Regions from separate parts of the Mus musculus genome. Here all the other regions are linked to region 1. Evidence: chromatin contacts called from public Hi-C and HiChIP or PLAC-seq data. All regions are on one chromosome and are shown on one strand. The core of a region is the stretch at or near the end of the contact, and the rest is flanking DNA. Distances in the headings are between cores, read along the strand shown. Region 1 holds the start of Sema3d (sema domain, immunoglobulin domain (Ig), short basic domain, secreted, (semaphorin) 3D). Region 2 has its middle 170 kb from the start of Sema3d. Region 3 has its middle 140 kb from the start of Sema3d.

What was found. A called contact is a pair of places that touch in the nucleus more often than the background predicts. HiChIP or PLAC-seq counts read pairs in DNA pulled down with a chosen protein or histone mark.
Region 2: a contact with region 1 is called in an H3K27ac HiChIP or PLAC-seq map of embryonic stem cells, with 6 read pairs. The contact joins the enhancer-like site here to the promoter of Sema3d in region 1. A contact is called at or near these places in 1 of 39 promoter capture datasets (the 3T3-L1 cell line), 2 of 484 Hi-C or Micro-C datasets (the C2C12 cell line and nephron progenitors), 1 of 115 datasets of contacts at active chromatin or transcription factors (embryonic stem cells) and 1 of 9 other capture datasets (adipose tissue).
Region 3: a contact with region 1 is called in a Hi-C map of epidermal suprabasal cells, with 2.2 times the contacts expected there. The contact joins the enhancer-like site here to the promoter of Sema3d in region 1. A contact is called at or near these places in 1 of 39 promoter capture datasets (embryonic stem cells) and 3 of 484 Hi-C or Micro-C datasets (epidermal suprabasal cells, uterus and ventricular fibroblasts).

What each region holds. Positions count from the first base shown.
Region 1 is chr5:12,381,525-12,385,138 of GRCm38.p6, reverse strand. It overlaps Sema3d (sema domain, immunoglobulin domain (Ig), short basic domain, secreted, (semaphorin) 3D), which reads right to left and starts at 1,973. Exons shown (of 18, transcript NM_028882.4): 1 at 1,465-1,973.
Region 2 is chr5:12,207,698-12,211,311 of GRCm38.p6, reverse strand. No RefSeq gene overlaps it. Among named protein-coding and RNA genes, the nearest start is that of Sema3d, 170 kb to the left of the region's middle. Within about 2 kb of position 1,556, at least 14 of the 459 cell types and tissues checked have an H3K27ac peak or open chromatin away from gene starts, as enhancers often do. A contact at or near this core is called in embryonic stem cells, where this site is marked.
Region 3 is chr5:12,240,793-12,244,406 of GRCm38.p6, reverse strand. No RefSeq gene overlaps it. Among named protein-coding and RNA genes, the nearest start is that of Sema3d, 140 kb to the left of the region's middle. Within about 2 kb of position 1,741, at least 10 of the 459 cell types and tissues checked have an H3K27ac peak or open chromatin away from gene starts, as enhancers often do. A contact at or near this core is called in epidermal suprabasal cells, where this site is marked.

The sequences.
Region 1 (3,614 bases), core at 724-3,223:
ATGACAGAAACCTCCCTCCCTTCCTTATCCTTCACATTTTTCTTTCCACATGCCAAACGAAGAAGACACTGATTGCCCTTGCCATGCTTTTACACAAAAGCAGCAAGGATACACAGGAGTAGGGGGCTCTTATCATCTCCTTTATGCACATGTAATCTCTTTTCTCTCGGTTGATTTCTCCACCTTCCCAATGCTTGTGCACATATTAAAGAGTTTTGCCCCCCTCCCCCTTGGAACTTGAGAGTTTAGGTCCTTTCCCATTCCTGGTATTTACTGTTCTTTTTCTGGTCCAAATAGGAGTTCCCGTTTAGAGAGGCATGTGAAGTAAAGGATTTGGGTGGAGAAAGAAGAGTCCACGTTGGGATACTGCATTTTATTACAGACTGACATTAAATGGTAAAAAGTTTGCCAATTTAATTCCGACATCCTTAATACCTAATGCCTGAGGTCAGCGTCCCCAGCTGCCAGGGCTATCTACAATCCAGTCCCCCACATTCCAGATAGCCCTGCCACAATACAGGGATGTCTCCTCCTCCTGTCAAGTCCCTCCTAGCACTGAGACTTAAGCAAAGCCATGAGGTTGAGCACAAGTCACCAGGAAAGGAATATCAGTTCCGAAAACGGGTCTTCAGAGGCTGCCAGGGCAGTTAGCGACCATGAGCAAGAGGGACAGTTGACAGCGTCCTTGGGGTCAAGTGCACAGTGGGGTTCATGTCTGGGGCCACAGAGGCTTCCTTGGCCCCAGAGCACTTAAACACAACTTCACTTCACAGACAACAAGCTCCGAGGCTAGAGTCTGACTTCAAATCCTCCCACCCCACCCACCCGTCCGCCCCAGCAAAAAGGATGCGCATTTCCAGGACAGCGCCAGTCGCAATTCCTTTGCAAGAAAAAAGGGACATCGTACCTCAATTTCCCACAATCAAAACAACAACTTCTCTCTCACCTACTGTGTCCCCAGCCCAAGTAGAAAGGGGCGAGCTAGGCGCTGTTGCACTTTGCTTAATTCACCCGGGACCTCCCTACCATCGCGGCTCCAAATGAACCTGTAATTGGGAGTCTGGAAGTATGTCCTTAAACTCCCTTGGCTATCCAGGCTAGGGAGGGGTCTAGAAAGCTGGCATCCAGGGAGAGAACAGAGTTCTTGAGCAGGACGCCCCAGGAAGCAAAGTTTTGGCGGCGCAGGCTGGCGGGACTTCGAAATGAGATTCTGAAACATAGTGACGAGGTGGCACTGAGCCCCAGTTGTCGCACAATCTCCGGAGCGGAGCTCATAGGATCTCCACCATGGTCTCCGCATCCTGTGTGCTCTCCAGCTCCTTCTCAGACTCGGCACAGGTCCCCAACACCCCAGTCGCTACGGATTATCACTTGGGATCCACAATGATCCCCGCATCCCTGCTTAACATTAAGTTGCTAGAGCACCCTCCCATGGAATAGCAGGTGATCCGATCACAGACTTACCTTCCTGCTAGCAACTCTTGTCGCTTTTCCTTTCCTTACGTCGCAGGCTCAGGAGAGAGGAAAGGACAGCCCAAGGAAGCCAAGAGGATGGCGACCGCGGGCACAGGCGCGAGTTCTTCGGAGCGGCAGCCGGGGCTGAACCCCGCACAGGCGGCCCTGGCAGAGCAATGAGGCCGCGGCTACGGCCAAGCGGGAAGGCAGGGGGCGCTCCTGTCCCCCGAGCGCAGCGCCTCTCTCTCGGACAGTGACCCACCAGTTGGCGCTTAGGCCAGCGAGCGTGGTGAGGAAAGGCACGCTCCAAGCAGGAGGGCGGCTTTTAAGTTTGTGGTGTGACCGCAGCAGCTGTCCTGGGAGAGACTCCTTCTTTCTAAAAAGGGGATGCTCAAAACGCCAGGGATTACCTCTCCCTTCAGTCTCCTCCCCCAGCTCCCGGCCACTTCTGATGTGCTGGCAATCCCTCAGAGCGAGCAAACCTTCCCTGTCTCGGCCGCGCTGTCCAGGGTGGGTTTGGAGGTAGTTCCGGCCGGATCTATGAGTGTTTGTGTTTGGGGGAGGATGAGGTATCTGTCCATCAGTAAAAACAGCCTGTGACGTCTTCGTCTGGGCCTGGGTAATTTAGGAACCCCTGTATTCCCTTCACTTTCACAAAGTACTCCAAGGACCTCAGACAGGAGCAATTGCCACTTAAAAATTCCAATTGCCTTGGAAGAGTACAGGTGTTTCTTTGTAAAACTTTGGCCTGCAGTTAGTGAGCCTGAAGGGTTGAGCAACAGGATCAGGAATTAGTCCTCCTCAGTGACTGACAACCCTGAAGTTCCAGGTGGAAGCATTGAAACATAGAGTCTTCACCTGGCCTGAGATGGGGGTGATCTCTGTCTCTCTGTCTGTGTCTCTGTCTCTGTCTCTCTCTCTCTCACACACACACACACACACACACACACACAGATTTACAAACGTTAATCATACAACAAGAATAATATGAAGGAATATGAGCACAAACTTCGGGCATATTTTGTGGAAAGTAATATTCCCCAGTTTGGAGGGGAGATCCAAAGAAAATCCTGTATAAATAGCTTACTTTGATGAATTTCTCAAAATTCACAGGCTAATGTAGAGCCATCCATAAAGACAAAGAAAGGACCTGTACAATCAAGTCTTGTAGATAGCACCATGGCAAATTCTACTGCTAATCATAACCTAGGTTGCAAAACTCTCTTGAATTGTTCCCATAGAAACCAAACAGCTGGGGGGGGGGGGTTTCTGAGTGTGTGATGGGTTTAAACACAGGAGCTTCAAGGTTCCCATGCAACCTTCAAAAATGACAGCGGATCTGTCTGGTAGCTGGAGGTGGTCAGAAGACGAGGGTAAAAAGATGGAAGAACTGAAGGGCGTGAAAGAAACACTTAATTCAGCAGCCTCCTTCCAGTCCAGAAAACAGGGAACCACAAAAGCTGAGTCACTTCACATTGTAGGTGGCTGGTGGCAGAGTCATCCTAATGAGGGGCTTAAGTTTCCTGACTCTGACCGAGGTTCTTTACTGTGTCCCATGCTGCTGATCTCTATAACGTTGATTTTGCCTGTCACCAACCAACCAACCCCATAATTTTTCTCTTTGCACATAGGAAAAATGAAATCTTCATGGACTACCTCAACCCATAGCAACTTCTTCCAGAATTGTCCTTGTCAGTGTGCTGTTCTTTCATAATTAACCATAACTTTAGTGTGTTTGGCATTAGCCTCTAGTTTTGCGTTGTTTTATTTGCTCACATTATTAACTATTCATCAACAATTCAAACTACGTGTAAGGACCCAATACCTCTTTTTAACTCCCACAGCAGAGCTTTGTGCTTTTTCACAAGGAGGATTCATGGTGAGGAGTTATCTACTTTAAAGAGTTATTCATTAATTCTTGAATATTTTTCAGTTTATTAGCTAGAATATGATGGTTAGCTAGAACTGCTGTTAACTCTTGATTCCCCCTCTTCCCTCATGTCTAAATCATGCAGCTTAGTATCCTTACACTAAAGGATACTTCCTCATTGCTACCATTTCAACTTTCCACAAAGCCTCTACAGCATTAATCATTCCCTCCTGTTTTCCTAAAGCACTCTGATTTCAGTATTATTAGAAACCCTTTTCATGTTATATCA
Region 2 (3,614 bases), core at 307-2,806, 170 kb after region 1:
GTGGTTGCTGGGATTTGAACTCCTCACCTTCGGAAGAGCAGTCGGGTGCTCTTACCCACTGAGCCATCTCACCAGCCCCTTGCATAACTTTTAAAATACATTAGGTTCAATTTTAAGACAAAATAGTATTTTTCTTCAATGTAAATCCATTTCTGAATAAAAATCAGAGCAATTCCTGGAATTCTTTGGGAGTTCTGTGTCATCAGAATAGTACATTTTATATAAAATGACTAACATTCAAATTCTTTTGAAATAACATGGTTGCTTCATAGTTAGATGTAAATTAGTAAGTTGAGATTTTATTTTATTCTTATCCCAAGGTTAAAATATTAGTAAATACCAAAAATATCTGACATAAAAGACACATTCCAGCCTTGATGAAATAACATGTTGGTTTTTCTCCAATTATATTCTAATTTGTTCTTATGGTAAAATACAAGACTTGACATTCTCTCTACATTTGCCAAACGCCGAGGGAGAATACGTGCTATTTGATCTTCTACTTTCCTTAACGCTGTGCCCCAGATTCCTTATCTTTTTTTTCCTGTCAGATAAAAACCCACAAAAGGATTTGTGCTGGAATAAAATACCTGATATTCAGAGAACTTTGTAACAATACCCTTATAAAACATTTTTTAAAATTAAACTCAAGTGATAATTTCTATGTTTTTAGGTTATAAATAACTCAACATTTCCACCATTAAAAGGACATAGATTGCTAAAAAAAAATCCATTGTCATATCTACTGTCAAACTATGCAAGTATTTAAACTTATAGATGAATTTCATCCAAGGAAGGATGACTCACAAACACCTGTGTACAGTGTTAGAATTTCTTACATGATGTTTGGGAAATATCCTCTGCAACTATCTCAAAAACTAGAATATTCTCCGGAATTTGTCACTTTTCACTAAGTTCTCTCTTGTCTTTCTGGATTCCCTTCTTGTCTAATGTCCCTTTGTCTTACTCCAGTGGTAATTGTGTGACAGGCCCAAAAGCTTAGATGCAGTTCTGAGGCAAAAAGTTTCACAGAAACTTAGTGTCCTGGAGCCTTGGCATCCTGTAAAACGAATGGTCCAAACCTGTCCTTGCATTAGTCGGTGAATGGATCTGTGTGCTTTCCTTCAGAATTATTTTATTATAAGTGCCTCTAAGGATTGATTTTGACATATAGCTAAGTTAGATTAGCCTCCACCAGTGTTCCAATATCCTAGGAAATTGTTGAGCTAACCTTGGACTTTGATTTTTGTAAGAATGCTACTCATTCAGATGAAAAGCCTCCAGTGTTGACAGAGAGACAGTGAAAGAAATCAGGCATTACAATTCACTGGAATAGAGCTAGAAAACTCAGGTCTAGTCTACAAAATAATACTTAGAACAATAGTCGAGTAACTCCCATACACAGGAATTTACAAGGGCCCAGGAAGAAGGAAGATTGTGGTTTAAGAAGGAACTAATGTAAATACTTAGAACAATAGCTGAGTCACTCCCATACACAGGAATTTACAATGGCCTAAGGGGAAGGTGGATTATACAAGAGACTAGCATTGGAACTATGGCAAGGTCATGAAGCCCTTGCAGCTGGCTTCTAAGAATAAGCTGACCTTAGGTGGGGGTGCTTTTGATCCCAGTTGTTAACATTGATTTTTATCCCAGTTAGTTCCTGTTAACTTTTATGTGTGCATTCCTCTGTTTTTTGTAAAAGTCATTTTGCATTGGGTAACTTCAATGTATTTTGGACAACCTTAATATAAGTCTGATTTGAGAAATTACATTCAGATACAGCGCTCTCTCTGGTGTCCATTTCTGTTTGTCATCCCACCAACTCCTTGCCCACCTGAATACCAGGTCCCTGATTCCCTGGGGGTTGAGGGACCCACTGAGTCTAGTCCCGCGGCATCTAAGTGCTTCCAACTCATATGAGTTAATGAAAGGATACAAGAATTTACTACTTAGAATATGCACCAAACTTTTTTTTTTTACAAGTATGTTTATTTGTCAGGTTTCCAACTCCCCATGTTAATGGTAGTTAGTAAGAGAAGTATTAAGCCTGGTCAGTTTCTGAAGGCTCTACCATGTTACTAAGAAGGTGCAGACTATTCCATAAGTATAATCCTGTAAGACTTGGGAGCAGAGCAAAGAAAATCATTTGTAGTTATAAGTAAGCCTGTAATTGAGATTGGTTCTAAATTTATACTGAAAAAAATGGTCTTGTGACCATTTTTTTTGATATACCAGTAACAAATTATTATGTAACAAATATAATTAGCATTTTCTTTTTGAAATCGAGTGATTTTTCTCAACTCAAACAGTTCCACTGATAGATATGTTTCATGTCTTCAATATTTTATCATTTCATGATTATAAAAGAACTCTCAGATGGGCGTGGTGACACACGCCTTTAATCCCAGCACTTGGGAAGCAGAGGCAGGCAGAATTCTGAGTTCTAGGCCAGCCTGGTCTAAAAAGTGAGCTCCAGGACAGCCAGGGCTACACAGAGAAACCCTGTCTCAAAAAAACAAAACAACAAACAAACAAAAAAAAACCTTTCTCATTCTATTACTTCAAATGACTTCTAAATTGACCTAATAATTAACTTAGAATTATCCATTTATAAATTCTCATCACAAGCCAGAACTTGGTAGTGATGTTTAAGGTTTGTGTTTGTCCAGTGGATGGAGTTTGGGGACAATTATAGAAGAATAGGAGGAAGGGATAGAAAGGCAGGAAGATCAACAGGGTCAACTATCCTGGAACCTTGAGGGCTCTCAGAATCTGAACCACTAAAGAACATATACTTTATGGATCTAGGTCTCCCCTCTCATATATAGCAGATGTATATCTGCTTCATTGATCCCAAACAACTGGGTGGTGGGCAGCTGCAGCTGCAGCTGCAGGGGCAGGGGCAGGGGCAGGGGCAGGGGCAGGGGCAGGGGCAGGGGCAGGGCATTCTCCCAAGAACTGTTGCCTGCCCATTGGATATGTTCTTCTAGTTGGGCTGCCTTGTCTGGTCTCAGTGCTTCCACTGAGCACTAGCCTGGTAGAGACTTGAAGTGTTAGGATAGAGGGATACCCAGGGGACTCTTCCCCAACCACTCAGAGGAGAAGGTGAGAGGGAAGGGGGAAGGATTGTATGTGTGTCGGGGGGTGACTGGTGGAGAAGGGGATAGTGAGGAAGACATAAAGTGAGTAAGTAAAAAATTAAAGATAACTTAAAAAAATGTTTTGGTTTGTCCATTGATCAACAATGTTGTTATGTCTGCAAGGTATGCTAAGGTGGGGTAATGATACCACAAAGCACATGGGAGTAACTGACCAACCTCAGATTTTACTTCATGAGATAGACAGAACCAGTAGGCAACCAAGCTTGGGTCACCAAGAACTTAAAGCTGGATAGTCCAAGGACCTTGGATCAAGCAAGCAAACCAAAAAGTAGCAATAAAATAAAACAGCCCCTAATGGTATTGTGCTATACTCAGTGCCTTGTTCAACCACCATCAGAGAAGCTTCCTTGTGCAGTATATTGGTAAAAATATAGAAACCCACAGCCAGACATTATGACATGAGTGAGAGACCTTTAAACACTCAGCCTGTCATGGGATGTGTCAGTTAAA
Region 3 (3,614 bases), core at 492-2,991, 140 kb after region 1:
ACAAGCAGAAAAGAGGGAACAAGAGAAGGAGGGGTAGGGAAACACTTAAAACATTGAGATCAGTTATTATTAGACCAGGACAATCACTGAGTGTAGCAAACCGACTGCAGGGCTTGGGGGAATCTAGAAGTCAATGCATCTTCTTCTCACAGTGGATGACCTTTCAGGGCATTACGGGTGGTAAGAGAGCCCTACGACAATTTATTGAAAAGGATTGGTTGTGTTGAGATGGAAGTAAACAATAATTGTTGACTTTTCAAGTAAGTATATCAAAAAAAGAAAAACAAACATCACGCAGTGAATTTATAGCATTAAAATTTCAGAACTTCTAGGATATCATAAAAATTAAATTATAGGTTCACTTAAATTTTGGTAGATGATTTGACTTGGGAAGTTGTACAGATCACATGTGTGTCTGTGTGTGTGTGTGTGTGTGTGTGTGAGGGTGGAGAGAGACAGAGACACACACAGAGGAAGAGAGAGAGAGAGAGAAAGAGAGAGAGAGAGACTTAAGTGTAACCTTTTATTCATGGCACAAATTTAGCATGGATTTTATAGAATTAAGACTACTGTAGATTAACTCTGTAAATTTCTGTATAGGCACACAGCATAGGGTGATCAAAGAGAAAGCGTGCTTGTGAAGAGACCAACAAAAATAATAGGATGCAGTAAAACAGTGATAAATGAAGAATTCATTTCAAAGTTCAGCCAAGGTACATGTCAGTCTGTGAGCCCGAATGAACCAAAACCCTCTATACTTCCAAGATACTTCAGATGCTTGCTAAGCATACGCTCCACTTAAACAAACAAATCTTGACTTCACGATACTGGCGGTGTTATGGTAACACACACATCACATTTAAGTATGTAGGAGGGAAAACAATCTTTCGGTCTCTCAGCAAGCCCGGGCAGCCAGCAGAAACGTTGTAAAATTGTGTTGGCTGAGAAGCTGAATCACCTTCAGATTGATTTGATGCCTGATTATGACCTGAAGCCCTTTGTCAGCAGAAAGTAAGACATTAGTGAGTAATGCATGCAAACCATGGGTGGGGCTTGTAAAATGCTCGAGGCACAGGACAGAAATGTGGTGGAGGGCAACTGTGTTAGCTGAGAGCACTGAGTTCAGATTTGAGCCTCCAAATTGGAACAGGGTTAGAGAAATTCTTTATGCCACATATATTTCCTGATCTGAGAGACAGAACAGTTTATTAATCAAATTATGGATCTATAAGTGAAGGAGTTGTTCACCTGTTTTTCCTTCTTTTGTGTGTGTGTGTGTGTGTGTGTGTGTGTGTGTGTGTGTGTGTGTGGTTTGCATGGAGGAAGGGACTATGAAGAGATTCAGTCAGGACTCTGCTATGCTGGTTGTAGACATCATACATGCAGCTTTTTATCTGGATCCCTTTTTATTCAGGATCTCTCATACTACATCACCATCTGCTTTTCAAAACATGTGCTTGTATTTCATTAGCCAAAATATCTCATGAATCCGGGTAAGTTGGGCCCCTAGGTTCAAATGGCCACATGATTGGAAAAAAAGAACAAAAGGAAACTTTCACATTGTCAACTCAGTTTCCTTTCACAGTTTGAGACACAAAAGAGATGTTGCCATTCGCTCTGACAATTTTAAAAGAATTAAAATGTGTCTTTCATGTGTGCTCCAAACCGGTATGATGACTGGTACATCTTGAATGAATTGTGTTGAATGTTCATGAAGTAGATTTTATTTATTTCTCTCTGACATTCTATTTGTCTGTCTACCTGGGCCCTTTATTCCTAGTCTGGAATTTCTAAGTAGGTGACTTAGTCACAGTTCACTCACTATCTTTGGAAATCCCCATCCATTGGCTGTTTTGAGCCTCTTTGTCACAGGCCTCCTCTGTCTCCACATTTCTGCAAAACTACAACACATATCCCACAGCATAGGATAGTATGCGCCAGGTGTCCCTCAGCAGCAATGTATTGTTTTACAGACAAGAGCTGATGCCAAGCAATTGCTGCTTGCACAGAGGTTGCTTGCTTCCTTTCTCCTCAGTGTCTTTAAAACAGATACAGCCTTCAACCAATGTCTAATCCCACGCCAGCTCCCAGATGGCCCTGTTTTAAATCAGGAATCATTTCACCTGCCTGTGCACAGTCCTCAGAGAGCGACCATTTGTCAAGTTCTATTGAGCAGTCTTTACTGAGGCTTAGAAAGGTAGATTTTCCTTTTCTATAGTTACAGATGGAACCTTAGAGCGAAGGCTTAGAGAGATTATGAAACTCACCACGAAACACTAGTAGCTGATATATTTATATCTATTGGCTTAGATATAATCCAGCACAACACATGGGCTGTATGTAGCACTCTGCCTGTCGCAGATGAGTTAGTTGCCTTGTGACTCATTAGAATTGAATAGCAAGCATTATCTGTTTCTTTCATACTGTTGCTGGCCATCTTGTTTGTCCTAGTCATAAAACTGAACGTCTACCTTGAAATGATCTCTGTAACTGTAGCTCTCAATTCCACTTTCTCTAGTTCAGCTCTAAGGCTAGAACACATACTTCTGAGGTAGGCAGGCCTAGCTACTTCATTCCTCAAACTATCTTCATTGTTCAAGCCTAAAGCCCAGGCTTTACTACTAAGATATTTTCAGTGACAGATAATAATTGGCAAGCACAAAAAAGCCTGAGTATCAGCTACAGCAGCAGGATGCTTCTTCCATTGCACTCCACCACAGTGTCATCATGTGCACAGCCCATAACTGACACTGCAGAATACTGTCTCTGGCTGGGGAGGCTGGATGGTCTCTGGGACAGGTCTCAAATTTAGGTCTGATCCTTCCTGGTCCCCATCTTCTGTTTTCATAAGAAGCCTTGACTGCTTCACCCTGAAGTTAAAACTCTAGCTTGAATGGATTAATACCAAACCCATTTAAGATGTTTCATCCCTGTGCTTCCAGAAGGGATGGTATTCTGTTGGAGATATTGTTAGCAGCATCATTAGCCTGTTGTTTAAATCATTCTACAGCTGAGTCAATTACTACTATTTAGCCACTATTTACTACATATACATATGTTTCTAATTTTTATGCTATTGTATGTGACTTTTATGTTTATGTTTTCTCTCATTTTTCTAATATATTTGGAGTATGTATCTTCTATATCTGAAGAATATATCTTAAATATCTGAACTATACATCAGCTTGTATATATGGAGTATATATCATCTTATATATCTAGAGTATATGTCATTATATAACTTGGCATTACATGGCACCTGGAAAGAGCAGAAATAAATTACAAGAATCCATCTCTGTGTTGTTAAATTTCTTTCCAATCATATAACTTCTTTGTGTTATTTATGGTGTGATGATATGTGGAAACTAATTATTAGACTATATTATTACTATATTATAATATATCATTATTTAGGATTTTGTGAAGAACAGTAGTACTCTAATTTTTAATGTGTTCTGAAAAGTAAATCCTGGCTGTAGTAAAGAAATATTACACAGAAGGGGGAAGAAAATAATCTTGGGAAGTAGAGGGAGAGAGGGATCTGGGAGGGAGAGAGGAGGGGGAGGGAAAAGGGGGGGCGGCTCAGATACAGGAGGTGATAGAAAAGAAGTACA